Linked DNA regions of Gasterosteus aculeatus: region 2 is linked to region 1. A link is a contact called in public Hi-C data. All regions are on one chromosome and are shown on one strand. Each heading gives the region's core, a stretch centred on a gene start, on an enhancer-like site or on the middle of the called end of the contact. The rest is flanking DNA. Distances are from core to core; before and after follow the strand shown. Region 1 overlaps vps13b (vacuolar protein sorting 13 homolog B). Region 2 holds the start of osr2 (odd-skipped related transciption factor 2).

Region 1 (4,908 bases), core at 1,563-4,062:
GTGTTCACAATAAAATTGATTTTTCCCACTAAAAGGTTGTATTCATGTTTGTATGTGAGTGCTGAACTCCTGACCATTGATGAATGCTCATAAAGACCTCTAGTGTCTCTATTAAATAACTATTCAATTAAACCCCACAGTCCTCGGATTATTTGCTTTGCTGTTTCATCGAGCTGAGCAATCCTCCCTAAGATAATTTATTTGATACAGTCATTGTACCCAGGGGAGGTGGTCTACCATTAACTTAAAAGTGGGGGCGGGTTGTGGGGCAGGGGGGGGGCGGTATTCCACCACAAGGGGGCAGTGATGTAACAAGGACCTGGAAAAGGTCAGAGGCTTCTCTTTAAGACCTAATGGAGGAGCAAGAAGAGGACTGGGACTACGGGGTGGAGGCTAAAGGAGAGAGCAGTTTGGGTGAAGGAGAGAATAGTCAAAGTAGGGAGGAAGAGAGTGGGAGAGAGGGAGAGAGGAAAAGGAAACAAGCTCAAAGTAATGTGAGCGATGTCTGAAAATAGTTTAGGATGGTAATGGCACATAAACAACTGTAGAGAGAGCAGGAAATAACACTAAAGATTAAGGCCCACTGACTGTCAAACAAAAGAAAGCTGCTTAAAAAGTCCTTTTTAAAGACCACCCAACGAACTCCCACCTGGAGGCTTCACTTGAAATGGGAAGCAGGATCTAAATGTCAAATAACCCTAGAGTTAACAGAACTCTGACCTTTCCACTTCTTGACTGGAGTCCAACATCCCAGCAAACCAAACAATGTAATGATCATTTTGATAGTGCACTAAAAATATTAGCGCTGTCCTTTGAACGGCTGAAACACAGATGTGCTCACACACAAACAACAGAGAGCTGTCCCAGTGAAGCCACAGGTCCCAGAGGAGGCGCCCCGGTGTCTCTGCAGTCACCCGTTTCTCAAACAGGCCTGGAGATGTTACTGCTAAGCTGCCGGCTAGAATTGCTCTCAAGACTGCAATTTTTACACGACCTCCTGGACGGTCCCACAGCTCCTCTTATATCTTAATCTGTGGAATGCTTCCACCCCCATAAGACTGCCTGGCTTTTTACACAAAAGAAAAACAAATAGCAACGTTGAATCTGAATATTTCTAGGGGACATTAATGGAAAAAGTGTTAATGGGACACTTAAAAGTCTAGTTTCCTATTCTACAACATAGATATCCTTGTTCCACCCTGTTTACCGCCTGTGTGCTTTTCTTGCAAACACTCCGCTCCTGCTCATGCCATCTCAGCCACGACACCCGTTCAATCCTCGGTGCCTATGTGCGATATTCTGGTAGTCTCAGCCTCGGCCTGCTTGTCTGCCCTGATGCCCCCGTAGTAAACTCACGGCAGAATCACGGCACATCTCTGTACCAGTACGGGACACCGTCCAGTTTGAACCTTCATGTATTTTTATCTGTAAAAAAAAGTGAAAAGCTTCCCCCCATTAAATCCATTGTGTTGGTGTTGAGCTGGACTGCATTACATTGAAGGAGGTTCCAATTGAAATGTATCAGACAACCTCTCAACCAATACGTACTAGAGGTGAGCTGGCGTGAAGCTGTGCTCCGTCATCCTGAGTGTCCACCGGCCGATGGAGTGAGACCACGTCACCGTGTTGTCTGCATGTCTGACAGCCGTCTCCAGCACCCTGCTGCTCCATGCTGTTCTTTCCCTCCCTTGCCACGGCTGACCTGGTGTTCACACCTAGAACGAGGGTAGGGGGTTGTCTCCAGAGTGACCCTCAGTAGCTCTCCATCAGGCTGATGCGGCCCACACCTTCACCCCAACCGCCTGCTGTGAGCCGGCAGATCTGCTGGGTGTCACGGTAAGGCACCTTCCTTACAACAAGATCCGCACAGATTACACTAGATCACGCTGGATTTAGGCAGGCGTATCGTGGTGACACTGGATTCTAAAACAATAGATCAATGCATGGATTATAATTGATGGTTGTAAATTTACAGATAAGCCACTCTTTTACACTGCGTGTACCTCTGGCTCCAGGCTCTGTGGTCCCTCTGGTCTACAGAGGAAGCTCCTGGAAAGGTCTCTGATAGCAGAGAAAGACTGGAGGCTGATAAGAGGTGTGAACAGCAGTGTAAGCTTGTCACTGCAGGGGGCTAGAATGACAGACCATCAGAGGTTAGAGGGTTACAAGGCTAGAGGACTGGGAAGTGTCACACCAAGCCGTCATCAAACATCCCTTTTATAAGTGAGGATAGAGCCACCTATGTGCCTATGTAAGTGCTTGCTAACACATACTCCTTTATTTTACTACACCTCTCCTTTTGTTACTAGCCTGTCAATTACTCATCTTCATTTTACAATGCATAATGGCCTCATTTTGTTCTAACGTGCTTGGGACTTTTCACTGAGAGGCATTGCTATGATTCCAACAATCCAATATGTTTGGTCTTTACTTGATTTATCAGTAATTACATTTATTACTAGAAAAAATGGACGGGGAAATATTGAAATAAACAGATGACAGAAAGGTTGATAAAATAAGCTGTGATGATAAATTAATTTATTATGTTATGGCGGATCAATTAATTTCAAAAGTAATGGGGAAAAGAGTTTTGTAAGATTTAACGTAGAACGTGTGACGGAGAAGGCCTATTAATACCTAGATGAAGGCAATACATAAGGTAATCTGAGGTCTGTTGGTCCTGGTCTACACCATTAGAGGTTCCTCTAGGACTTGACACAGCGCTTTAAGGAACTCCCCAGTTCGCCTGAACCATAAATCCACCATGTGACTTAGTGATAAGGTCCCCCCTAACCCTCCCAGTCTGCTTCTTATCACTCTGTCACCCTACCCGTCCACTCTGTAGTCCCACCTCACCCTCCCCCCCTTTACACATTGTGGAAAAGCACGACTGTTCGACCTTTGACACGTTAATCAACCGCATTAAAGAGCCTCTTAGACCAAACTGATGGACTGGGCGGATTGGACTGACAGGGCGACTGACTGACTGGCCCAGAGGCTAAGAGGGATCCAGGAGCAGCGGCGCTGAAACGCCGTCGCCAACACGTCGGAGGTGGCAGAGGTGGTGGGAGAGTGTTGGCCATCAGACGGCTTACAGCTTAGCTGGGTTTATTAGTTCAGTACAGAGACCTTCCAGTCTCAGCATAGTCTCACGTTGCTTTACTGCCTCGCCTCTTTAGGGCCCAGGAGTCTGTCTGTCACACACTGACGGAGGTTAAAAGGGTGAGGGTGATTCAATGATCCTGTAATGTTGGACAACTTAACAAGAAACAACAAAAACACATGCACCAAATGCACAATGGTTTTTCTGCGCCAAGACTTTCACCACAACAGAACACGCCGGCATGTGCCAATACTGAGACTTTTCTTTTGAATTTCAATGATTTGCGACAAGTGGTGAAGAGACGCCATGCAAAAAGTATGCAAAGTTTACCGAAAGGACAGCGGCGCAGTGACAAAACATGGCGATTAATCAGAGGGAAAAATGAGAATTAGATCAATGTGCTGATATAAAAGAGCAAAACCCTTAAATTGATCCTAAAAGAGGGTAATAATTCTAACTTATGCTGCACTGTAACATGGACCAGGGTGGGGGTCAACTGACGGTTAGTCCACCAAATGGATTTACAATGAATCTACCGGAGGTGCTGTTTGCCTTACAATCTTCAAACAGTATTGTGGACCGAAATACGTGTTGACGCGAGGCAATTTATAAATACATCAAATAAAGAACAATCAAATTAAGAATGGGATTACACCATGCATACTGATGTTGAATCTGTGTTTCCTGAAACTTTATTACCCTGATCTCATCGGTGTTATTGACTGAGTTCTCTGGATTAGGCAACAGCCCTCCCATGCATTCTGGCCTACTGCATGCAGAACACCACCACACATGTAGAGCAAGTCATCCATCACCCTGGGTGGAGGAGCACTCTGGATTTAGTGTGTGCACCTGGCAAGAGATCCTCTGCCTGTAACCAGGCCTCACTGTGACACTTTAAAACAGAGCAGACTTATTCAGCAGTCAATCAGCTGACACGGCTTCCTCTCCTCTGCTGTCTGCAACAGCACCCCCCACCCCACCATGCTCATCCGTTGTCATGCTAATTCACTATGTTTTTACGATGTTGTGTCAGTATACTATGATAGTTTGGATGCCATGAGGTCTCAAGGCAGATGAAAGTCTTTTCCAAAATGGGGGTAGAATCACAAAGATTACATTGAAGTCACTAGACTTCATGCCACCTCACATAACTGTGTAAATCAGAAGTTTAAGGCATAAACAACCCCAGTAATGCATAGATATCCTGCCCCATGTGTCTTTTACCTAAGGAAAGTCTTCAATTTAATTGTTAGGCTACATTAACTGCTTTAGTGGACTAGTTGCTTATGATCCCTCGGACCAGTCTGGACCACACAGAAATTGTGATAAAAAAAAATCAAAATGAGCGAATTGACGAATGCTCCTAAATTACTAGTACAAGTCAGTTCAGATCAAATCTGTTTATTTTGAGTGGTTCTAGCAGGCCCCATTCCCGTTTCACGTGATCCTAGATCCAATATCCACATTCAGATCTCTCGCTGCCTTGCGATCCTTAGTTAGTTAGTAGTAGATGCCCTTGCAAAACACCAGTGGGCAATGTGTCGCAGTATAAATCACAGCCTCACAATAAGGCACACCACCAACCTTAGTGGAGCCATGAATGCATGTTGGGAGCCCCCAGGTGCTACTGACCAACGGGAGCACAGCAGAAACTCTTACCATCTGCAGCAGTTTAACATACTGATGGGTACAAAATACACACTTTCCATTCTTCATGCATTCACACACGCACACACAGACAGGCACACAACAGCGGGGGCTTTAAGTGCACCCCCCTGCTTTCATCTCACCTTCAATCAGAT
Region 2 (5,420 bases), core at 864-3,363, 100 kb after region 1:
ACTGAGGCCGTAAAGGCCCTGCAGCTGGTCAGCGGGGAAAGTGTTGACGGCCTGCAGGAAAGAGTAGTTTGTGAGCTGCAGGGCCGGGTGCAGGGGGATCGGAGCGTGCAGGGCTTTGCTCCCCATCTCGGCTCAGACCTCTGCAGAAGACACGGTGATAGCCCTGGGGGAGAAAAATGTGTTGAGCGTTAATGTCCCGTTACAATGATATTACTATAAAACAAACGGTAGACTAAATACAAAAATGCATTATTCTTACCCATTTTTCTTCTTAACATACATGATCAAATTTATTTCTAATATTTATTTCACGACCTCCAATTATTTAAATTTCATAACAACTTTTTTTTCGTGTTCGACACAAGTAGAACCACAGCGAGAATATAAACACGTATCTAACGCATGAGCGTAAATAGAAACGCTTAAAAGCAGAGATGAGCAATATTATATTTATAGGCTACATCTTTTTAAAAACAAAATCTATCAAAATTGTAATTCAAAAGGGTGGGTGCGAATGTTTGATTCGGCACCGATCGCTCCGAATGAAGTTCGGGCGAAGCAATTAGAGAAGACAAGTTGTTGTTTTTGACGGTTGTAGCTGTTGTTTCACACCGCTGAAATACAAGTGACCTCTGGATTTGTAGGAATTTTTAAATGTTCCAAGAGTATGTCAAATGCGCGCTCAGGTTAGAGCGAAACGCGAAACAAATCCTGCCTAATATTACCCACAAGAATGCTACTTTAATTGTGACTTTGTGTGCATGTGCTTTTTATTTGCGTGCTCGCGGGACTGCAGCCAGTTCATCTGGCAGGCCTGATATGTAGCTCGTTTTAGGACTATTTGATTTCATACGGCATGTTTTTGAATTAAGGTGTTTCTGCTCATGGTGGACCTGTGGCGGCGGAGCTAAGCGTCTCCTCCACATGTCGGACAAATAAGGTGAAGTGTGCATTACGAAAGAACAACAGCCACGGTGGCCCGGTTCCATGTATGCGGCGGTGACAAGTTGTCTTTTCCAACACAGGGGAAAAGGAAAACCGTGTAAGTCGAGGCCCCACGCTGACCTTTAGATTTGGTCGAAATTAAATAAAACCCTGCGTATTCTGTTTGGATCATTTGTTCTACATGTTTTCCACCCGAATCTAATCGTCACGTTCCCGAGTCTGAAACCTGCGGGAGTTTGGACATGATTGTCTTGCAGATGGGAGAGTCCTGCGGGACACGGCAGCCGGAGGGCTGATCGCATGCTCGGGTCAGGTCGCTTAGAGTTGTTACACACATCTTATGAAGTTCTTTCCACCTCGCTTTCCTCTTTTCAAAGACGGGGCAGTTTTAATTGAAGTTTGCACAGGTGCAACACCAGTCACCGCGCAGCCACTTGTTGTTCTTTGCCCACGTGTGTAACTTTATCCGACCTGTTCTTCCTCTCAATAACCTTTGGACTTAATGTTATACTCTGACAGCAGCATAAATGCCATGTCGTGTTATCGGAGTGCTTGTCAAGTTTTTTTTTTGCTTTCATCAAAGTAAACATAACCAAAGTCTAGAGACTTGTTTCGGCAATGTTTGGCCCATTGGGATAGAGAGCTGTCACCCCAAGGTGTTGATCATCGCAAACCAACAATCGTCTCTAATAACTGAGTATCAGTCAGTCTTGGACATTTTACCGACTGTCGGATCTATTTGGTTCATGCAACAGTAAGTTTCCTTTGGATGAAAAGTTTCTAACAAGTGAGCTGAGTTGAGCAGAGTGGTGTCGGTTCCCTACATCGGGCTGACAAAATACCCGGACAGACGGAATCTTACCCCAACAAAACTCTGCCAAAGGTCCTCACGTTATGTCAGTAATCCACAGTAACTATAGTGGCGGAGAGCTCCAATAGAACGCCGCGAAAGGTTTTCCAAGTTCCAAGTCCATGAAACTTTCACGTAGCCATGCAGACAGCCGGGAAGTCTCGGACCTTAGCGCAGATCTGATGAGTCGGGAGAAGTTGTGGGACAAAAAGGGGGCGAAGAAGTTTGGAGGAGTTTGCTGGCGGCAGCAGCAGCGGCAGCGCGGGTGTCTCTGTCCGGAGCTGGGGCTGGAAGTGTGTGTAATGCGCACCGGTCCTGCACTTTTCAGGGCTCCGGGGCTCTGGTGTGTTTAGCCCGCCCTCCGACACGCCTCCACCCCCCTCTATCATTAACTCCGATGTTCCTCCTCTGTTTATTTGTGTTTGGATAGCAACTATGTCTGAAGACCATTGTAGAGAAGTGTGTTTTGTTCAACCTGCCTCCTCTGACACCTCTCACAGACCTTTCAGTCAAGGCTGAGACCGTCTTTTGGAGATGGTCATCCCTCTTTCACCCCCTCTTCTAACTCTGAAATGTGTCTGGATGCCGTTTACAATGTTTTTCCATTTATTAAAACTACACACTTAATTTGCGGGAATACAGTGCCACCAAAGAGCCACCACATGAAGTCGTTTTATTTCTTTGTGATGAGGTTAAAATATTCATCACACTGTACATTGACCCCAAGATCCGCAACAGCGCGAAGCAGTCATGGTCACTTGTGTTTTTTCTTCTTTTATACATTCTTTATTTTGTCACGTGAACGGCACTCATTTAAAAAGGATTCTTGCTACACAATTATTCATTTATGTTCTCCATTAAAATTACATAACGTTTTTTTTTTAAATATTTGATGTATTGTGTGCATTGAAATATTCTGCAATATGTTGCGGGACTATATATAGGATTGGCCTGAAACACAACTCTCCTTTGTCCAAACGCAGTAATAACAGTTCTGTCATTCTTTCATATTTCATATATTTCGATAATTTAAATAACAACATATTGAAGATAGTATGTCATGTTAATCATGCTGCCATTTAATCAAATGGTTGGTGGCCTTGGTCTGGCCATATGCAAAATAATAATAATGATAATAATAATGATGATCCCTCATGGATCCACTCATATGCACACGCACGCACGCACGAACACACACACCACACACACACACACACACACACACACACACACACACACACACACACACACACACACACACACACACGCAAATGCATCACCAGCACGCTACACAGGTTTTTTTGTTTTCTATGAAAACCACCAGAAAATTCACCGAAAATTTAAATAAATCTTTTTACGAGTTTAAGTCAAGTATAGAAAAGTGTACTAGATTTAGTGAAACGTCAAAATGCAGAATCAATGTTGAATAATTGAATCTTGTTTTTAAACCTTTCTCTCTATCATTTTTAAAAATAATATTAAGACGTAAGTAATATGCAGAAGTCCAGTTTGAAAAGTAATGTGTCGTTTTGCCATGTTCACAGCAGGACCGTTGCTGCAGCGCTGGCCTCCACTGCTCAGACCTGGTCTGCAGCGCCGCCTATTGGAAGTACCGCTAAACTCTACGCAGTTTGCGGCTTCACTGAAGCTCTGACTGTCAGTACATCTTCATGTTTTCAGGCAAGATCGCTAAAACACGCTTTGATGAAACCTCACCTCGCCATTCGTGCTCTTAGAAATATTCAATATTAAAGATAAAAATAAATCACCCCACCAGTCGAAAAACAATACAATTATTTAATTACAGCAACGCATGAATGGAGTTGCTGATCTCTTTATATGGGTATTTAAAGCATTATCATTAATAATGATTATTTCCGTTCGTTACATGAGAGACAACAAATATAGAGGCTTCGGATAATCCATGTTTCAGGAGCTCGTGCAGCCTGATTGTCGTTTTCTTAAGAGCTGCAGAATGTTCAGCAGCCGACACGCTTGTGGTTTTTTCGTTAGGTTTCATATCACGCGGGCCTCACGTCTTCACTGTCAAAACACTGCGACGGATTAGAAGAAACATTAACCCCACACTTTTACATGATAGTCGTGGACATTTTCCAACGTATTCTTTTCACAAAAATGTATAACGTTGTTTTATTATGTTCATTTTGTTTTTGTCCTTGGAAAGAGGCCATTAATTCACATTTAAGTATAATTAAGACTGCTCTTTAAATGCTACAATCAATACTGCACTACAATTAATTCAAATTTATCAACAATATAGAGAGTCGAAATGCATTTTCTTACAAATATGTCCCCATGAAATACCGACTTCCTGTAAAAGTGAGTTTTTTTGTATTTAGTTTAAAGTTTAAAGTTGCATAAATCAAGACGGTACTCAGATTTACTTTACTGTTTTGTTATTCTCCGTACACATTTGATTGTATTATTTGTATTAATGCATTTGTACATTCACTGTGGTGTCTTTTGTGCTTTTATTTTGTCTAATAATATTACAGTTAAATATGACATAGGAACAGAGATTAATTTAATGCCGTCCAGCGTTCCCGAACTATTACATGTGGCCTCGAATGCAGCTTTCCCCCCCTACGGCTACACCAGTGAGTGCCAGAGGAGTATTGTATTCTCTGTAGTGGGTTAGTGCCTTGCCCCTTGGCCCTGCCCCGAGTCCCCCTGCAGCCGCCATCATTCTCTGAGATAACCCGACCCCCACCAGCGGAGGATCAGTGCTGCCGCTCGGCGCAGCTGCCAAGCCTGTAATGGCCGACACACCGAGAGGCAGAGCAGCACGAATTATTAATAAACAAATAGATCACTTGTGCAAGTACAAATTATTAGTAAATAGTTATTGATATGCATTATGCACTCGTCTGATGTAATAGAGGTTTTAAACATGTATTTCTATATATTTGGGTTGTCAGGCTTTCTTTATTAATATTGGAGAAAGCTTGATTTGTGATTTGTTTAATTCTTCAGCTTCTGAAATGACGTCCAATTAAAGGGAAAATTAAATAAACAGATACTTTATGTATTTCTATATTTTATGTATTATTTATGTATTAAGTATTCCAATTGTATTCTCAGCTCATGGCTCCCTTATGCCATAATTGACCATCACCCTGTCCTTCAGTTATCCCAGGCCATCTTGCTTTCTAATGCTGCTCCTTACCTCTGTAATACTCACATGCAGCCAGTCCTTGACAGGAAGCTGTTCTGGAGTGTGCCTGGGTCTGTGTGCATGTTGAAAGACAGGATGTCAGGTCCATACAAAGAGAACCTGTCACTCTTACCTACCTACTGTGGTTTTCAGAGCCCCCACATCCCCACCTACACTCTCAGTCATCCTGCCTCTGCAGCAGCTCTCAGGATGGCTTTTTTCTTCTTCACCCAGAGACCCCCATAGAGTCACATTTTCCTCCACGTTACACCGTTTTACATGAAATTGTGCACTTCTTGAGAAAAGGAGGTCTTTTTTTCTATTGCCTCATGGTTGTTGTTGTTTGAGGGTGAACGTCTGTCATTAATACATTTTTTCAGATACAATAAGCACTAAACAATTAGTCTAGTGAGGTCTTACAGGCTAGTAAGCAAAACATATAATACAAAT

The links. A called contact is a pair of places that touch in the nucleus more often than the background predicts.
Region 2: a contact with region 1 is called in a Hi-C map of tail fin, with 2.8 times the contacts expected there. The contact joins the promoter of osr2 here to the enhancer-like site in region 1. A contact is called at or near these places in 4 of 6 Hi-C or Micro-C datasets (skeletal muscle, tail fin and whole body).

The regions. Positions count from the first base shown.
Region 1 is chr20:19,165,694-19,170,601 of fGasAcu3.hap1.1, forward strand. The region is part of intron 19 of vps13b (vacuolar protein sorting 13 homolog B); the gene reads right to left. Among protein-coding and RNA genes, the nearest start is that of LOC144389804, 18 kb to the left of the region's middle. Within about 2 kb of position 2,813, at least 1 of the 9 cell types and tissues checked has open chromatin away from gene starts, as enhancers often do.
Region 2 is chr20:19,266,024-19,271,443 of fGasAcu3.hap1.1, forward strand. It overlaps osr2 (odd-skipped related transciption factor 2), which reads right to left and starts at 2,114. Exons shown (of 4, transcript XM_040166382.2): 1 at 1,808-2,114; 2 at 1-163. The coding sequence starts at 126.